2 separate regions of the Triticum aestivum genome follow, and region 2 is linked to region 1. Evidence: chromatin contacts called from public Hi-C data. All regions are on one chromosome and are shown on one strand. The core of a region is the stretch at or near the end of the contact, and the rest is flanking DNA. Distances in the headings are between cores, read along the strand shown.

Region 1 (2,700 bases), core at 95-2,594:
TTGAAGAAAACTGGTGGTTCAAGCTCCCACCAATCCATTGGATTGGATGATGAAGAGGAAGAAGTTGCAGGGGAGATTGGACGAGCCATCGTGCTAATGAATAACCCATAACTGATAGGAAATAAGTGAGAGAAGGGGGGAGCCGCCCGTGATGCCGCGGCGATAAAAATGTCCAACACATGGACGGACATTTTTTCCACAAACGAGGACAAAAAAGAGAAGTGGTACAAGCTCATGTTGGATGAGCAAAAATAAAGGATGGATTGGGACTGGGAGAGGGTGAACAACAAGTTACAAATTGAGAGCAACTATTTGAAATTTGAGATAGAAAATAGAGTTGGAGAAGAAGAGATGGGACTCGGATGGGAGCTCAAGAAGGAGAGGTTGCACTTGCTCGAGAGACGGAGGATTCGATGATAATGTTGGAGGATGCAAGCCTCTTGGATGAGAAAGACAAAAGGTGGCTTTAGAGGAAGAAGGAGACCAACCTTCGTAGAGAGTATGAGGGGCCGCAACAGCGAACGCGGCATGGATGGCGTCCGACGAGTGATTCATCTTTTTTTAGGCTACCATCTTCATTACTATAAAAAGTATTGTAATGTCTCTTCAAAAACAGACGTACCTCTCTTTTTATTGGGCATCAAGGTGCTCTAACATCTTTGGGCAAATATGCATCCTGAAAGCATGTGCAGAAAGGTTTCTTCAGCCTACCGGTTACAGTTTGGGCAAAATTTGTCATCCAAATGCATGCCCCTTCTCGTTAACACATGTCTTGTGTTGACCCTGTCATGTGTTATTAGCCAGAAAAATATCTTGTGCTTGAGCCTGTTGGACCTACTCCAAATGTGTTTTAAGATGCGCCCTTCTTGATTAGGCGTGGCCCGGACCTGATTTTTATTTTGGCATGTCTGAATTGTTGAACTATGACTTACTTTGCTTTGTAGCATTTTTGAATTTTTAAATCGTGATGAATTTGTGTTCTATGAGCCATGTGCACGGGTTGCATGGATTGGGGGTTTAGATATGAGGAGTGTGGCTGTTCGATAGGACATATAAGACGCCGTTTGACACAGTGTGGAGGTTTAGGGGGTTGGATTTTTCAAATCCAGCTGCAGATGCTCTCACTACCCCAGGAGAGAACTGCCAGATTTTTCTTCTTTTGAGCAAAAGAAACTGTGAGACCAGGGGGAGTGTGGTGCTTTGTGGGCTACTGGGCTTGTGCCTTGAGAACACAAGTCCACTATCGACGGCTGGATGGGCTGGACGCGTGACCTCGATGCATCATCCTGGCAACAAAAGGGGAGGCGTGGAAGACACGATTCGAGATCGGCCCCTCTCCTTTGTATAAGTAAATATCACAATCCCAAACGGCTCTCGCATCGCACTACACTCTGCAACCCTTTCCCCACACCTCTCCCGCATTTCAAATTCAAACCCCGTCGTCTCGGCTGCCACTGTGGCTCCCCTACCCATGGCGATGTCTCCGGCGGCGGGCAGGACGCCGAACCCCAAGGCGGCGCCGTCCCCGTCCCCGTCCGCCCGCCGAGCCGGGGCGGATTCGGCCTCGGCCGCCGCCGCCGCCGCCGCGTCGGACACCAAGGCCCGGTTCGAGGCGTACAACCGGCTGCAGGCGGCGGCGGTGGCGTTCGGGGAGAAGCTCCCGATCCCGGAGATAGTGGCCATCGGGGGCCAGTCGGACGGCAAGAGCTCGCTCCTGGAGGCGCTCCTCGGCTTCCGCTTCAACGTCCGGGAGGTCGAGATGGGCACCCGCCGCCCCCTCGTCCTCCAGATGGTCCACGACCCCACCGCCCTCGATCCCCGGTGCCGCTTCCAGGTGCGCGCTCCGCTTCACCTCTTCTAGGGTTTTCCCCTTCGTTCCCCTCACAGATCGAGTCTGGTGCTTCTGGTAAACGCGAGCGAGCGGCTGATTTGCGTGGGTTGTGCGGCGAATCGCAGGAGGAGGACTCGGAGGAGTACGGCCACCCCATGGTGCAGGCCGCGGCGATAGCTGACCTCATCAAGCAGCGCACCGAGTCGCACCTCCGGATGATCCAGGCCGCTGTGTCGTCCAAGCCCATCGTCATGAGGGCCGAGTACGCCCACTGCCCCAACCTCACCATCATCGACACCCCAGGTTTCGTGCTTAAGGTAGGTAGAGGCACTTCAGTGATTGTTTGGTCAGTTAATCAGTTTATCAGCTGTTTGATGAATTTGGGGCTTCCACTTCTGAACAAAGGGTAGTGGTTGTTTAGTCTGTTCGTCAGCTGTTTGATGGAATTCGTGACTGCTGTAGGCTAAGAAAGGTGAGCCGGAGAGGACGCCGGAGGAGATCCTGTCGATGGTGAAGACACTAGCGAGCCCGCCCCACCGCCTCATTCTGTTCCTCCAGCAGAGCAGCGTCGAGTGGTGCTCTTCGCTCTGGCTCGATGCGATTAGAGAGATCGATCCCACTTTCAGGCGCACCATGATAGTCATCTCCAAGTTTGACAACCGACTCAAGGTATGCCTGCCAGCCTGCAGAACAATCAGTACACTGTGAGGTTCAATAGCTTCTTCACTGTAGATTGTGAAATGAAATTGGTACTGTGTCTTATGATATTGTCGTCTGTTCTGATCATTTCAAGGAATTTACTGAAATGAAATTGGTATCGTGTCTTCTGATATTGTCGCATGTTTTGATCATTTCAAGGAATTTACCGA
Region 2 (2,899 bases), core at 78-2,577, 330 kb after region 1:
TGCATAAGCTTGATGTCAGTACAAATTCATGAACTGAAGAACTAATGATCATGTAACTGTAACCCCAGTAATTTTCTCAATATAAAACAGGGTGATATCCCTTCTCTTGGAAATGGAATAACTACAGTATTGGAACAAATTTACTGAAAAACCATGTAGTAACCTCATGGTACATTGTTAATATGCAAAAAGGCAGTTATGTTATGTTATGTTTCAAGCATCATGTGACACTATAGGGTATCAGGATCAAGTTTGTATTTCCTCCCTACAGCTTATCCGTACATCTATTCACCAATTCTTTAACTCCTGCCACTTGGTTTACCTTGGAAGAAGCAATTTTATTCTCTTCTTACAAAGGCACCAAAGCCAATATGATTGAAAGGTTATGTTTTCACACACCAAATGGACAATTCATCGACTTTTTCTTCATGCTTCAATAGCAAAACAGCTAACAGGAAGCACATCTCATTTCCCCTAAGTTTCATGTACTAAAAATATTCTCTTAGAGAGGAAGCATCAGCCTATTAGAACACAACCTAAAGCTCATGAATAGTGGGAAGAAGTCTCAAATTCCATCGAGGCACAGTTCCTCGATAGGCCAAGTATCCGCACTATCATCAACCATCTAATCTCAGTAAACACATCTAATTTTCCCCTAATTTTTCATGTAACATACCCTCTTAGAGAGGAAGTCTATGAGCCTACTGGAACACAACCTGAAGCTCATGATACTTTCTTAAATTGTGGAAAGAAACCTCAAATTCCATTGAGGCAGTTAATCAAACACCTCGTCCACAAGCCGACTATCCGCATTATCGTCAGCCATCTAATCTCAGCAAGCGAAACATTCAAACATAACTGTTTCACGTCGAACTAGACTCTGACGGAAGCTCAATGGAAAATACAAATGTGCTAGAATGAAGAAAAAGAGATAACCATATCCAGAATGTCCATGACTTCCTCGATTACATGCCTGTGCACGCCCCCCTTAGCAGACGAATCTCCGACTGCGGCCGCCGAGACGGCGAGGGCCACGTCACACCGCCCTGCGCATGGCGACCAAGTATTAGACAAACAGCTCAATCGGAGTATCAGGCCGACCGGGCAATGGGTTAGGGCTTACCTCGCGCGAAGAAGCGGAGTGGTGCGGGGATAGCGCGGCGCGGGCAAGGGAAGTGGAGGAGCCGCCGGAGAGGGCTTGCCAAGGCGACCGCGGCGGCCATCCTTTCTGCAAGCCGACTTGGCCGCCTGTGCTTTGAGCGCTCTGTGATGTGATGTGAGCGTGTCGTGCTTGGTGGCGGTTGCCTAACCGGGTGGGGGATTGTGTATGCCGTCTGTGGCATTTTGTGGACTGTACTCGTGTCGCAGTATCCCCGCCGCCGCCGCCGCGATGAGCACGCTCCTCCGCCGCATCCTCTGCAGCACGCCCGCCGGCGCCTCCCTCTCCCACCGCCTCCCCTTCGCCACCTCCTCCCGCCGCACCCCGCACCGCTTCCGCCGCAGCCACCGCGCGCCCAGCCAGTCGCCGTCTCCCGACGCCGTCTCCGCTGCCATCGCCTCCCTCCCCTCCCGCCTCACACCGGCCGTCCTCGCATCCTCCCTCGCCTCCACCTCCGACCTCCGCCTCCTCTTCCCGCTGCTCACCCACTCCCTCGGCCGGCCCACCTTCCGGCCCGACCCGGGGCCCTTCCTCGTCGCCGTCAAGCGCCTGGGCGCCGCCCAGCTCTACGACGAGTTCGACCGCACCTGCGCCCTCTTCTTCTCCCTCCTCCCCTCGCTCCCGTCCCCGGGGCCCCTCCTCAGGGCCGCCCTCTACTTCTACTGCGAGTTCCGCAAGCTCGGCAAGGCGTTCCACGTCTACACCCTCATGCGCGCCTCCGCCGACCCGGCCGCGCGCCCCGCCGCCGACACCTACCACGCGCTCTTCACCGCGCTGCTGTCGCGCGGGGGCAACGACTCCATGGTGCACTACATGTACATGGACACCGTCTCCGCGCTGTTCCGGCAGATGCTGGAGGAGGGCATCCCGCCGGACACCCGGGCGCTCAACGTGCTCGTCAGGGGCTACGCGCAGTCGCTGCACCTCAACGACGCGCTGCGCGTGTTCCACCAGATGGCGCCCGTCTACGGCTGCGAGCCGGACGGCCTCACGTACAGCTACCTGCTGCGCGGGCTGAGCGCGCAGGGCCGCACCAACAACGCCCGGGAGCTGTTCGAGGAAATGCGGGGCAAAGGGATGATGCCGACGGAGCCGTCCTGCAACGCGTTCGTCAGCGCGCTCGCGGTGGCCGGGGAGGCCGCGGAGGCGGAGCGGGTGATGTGGGATATGGCCAGGGCGGGGGCGGTGGTGGATCATATCACGAGGAGGGCGGTGGTGGAGGAGCTGGGGAGGGCCGGGAAGAGGGAGGACGCTGAAAGAGTGGTCGGGGAGATGGAGGAGATGGGCATGCTCAGAGTCGCCGAGCGGCGAGAGCTCCTGGCTTCGATCCAAGACGACGAGGACGGCGACGATGGCCTGGATGCTGACGAGTGCACGAGAGGTGGTGATCGACGACGACGACAAAGTAGCTAGCACAGAATTCAGCAGGTTGATATCTGCATCGGATGAGTTTTTTTTTTACTATGATTCTCAAGTATCCGTTCATAAATGTAAGATGTTTCAGATATTTCAATATAGACTACATTTGGATTGAAATGAATGAACAAGCACACTGGAACTAAAGCTGTAGAACATCTTATATTTGTGAGGAGGGAGGAACAGAGTCATGTGTGCAATGTGCTCACAACGATACATGCGAGTTGAAAACGTATCGTGTAATTGAATGTTAAGTTTGAAGAGTTTAAATGTCTTGAATTATCACTACGCGCGAACACCACGTCTTCTAAACACATGGTGGAA

The links. A called contact is a pair of places that touch in the nucleus more often than the background predicts.
Region 2: a contact with region 1 is called in a Hi-C map of leaf, with 5 times the contacts expected there. The contact joins the promoter of LOC123079023 here to the promoter of LOC123079021 in region 1. A contact is called at or near these places in 3 of 5 Hi-C or Micro-C datasets (leaf and root) and 1 of 1 datasets of contacts at active chromatin or transcription factors (leaf).

The regions. Positions count from the first base shown.
Region 1 is chr3D:379,494,872-379,497,571 of IWGSC CS RefSeq v2.1, forward strand. LOC123079021 (dynamin-related protein 5A) reads left to right here and starts at 1,345. Exons shown (of 8, transcript XM_044501692.1): 1 at 1,345-1,834; 2 at 1,957-2,148; 3 at 2,294-2,500; 4 at 2,690-2,700. The coding sequence starts at 1,472.
Region 2 is chr3D:379,828,562-379,831,460 of IWGSC CS RefSeq v2.1, forward strand. LOC123079023 (pentatricopeptide repeat-containing protein At2g27800, mitochondrial) reads left to right here and starts at 1,328. Exons shown (of 1, transcript XM_044501694.1): 1 at 1,328-2,695. The coding sequence starts at 1,328. The coding sequence ends at 2,572. It overlaps LOC123079025 (putative RNA-binding protein YlmH), which reads right to left and starts at 1,408. Exons shown (of 12, transcript XM_044501696.1): 1 at 1,124-1,408; 2 at 974-1,046.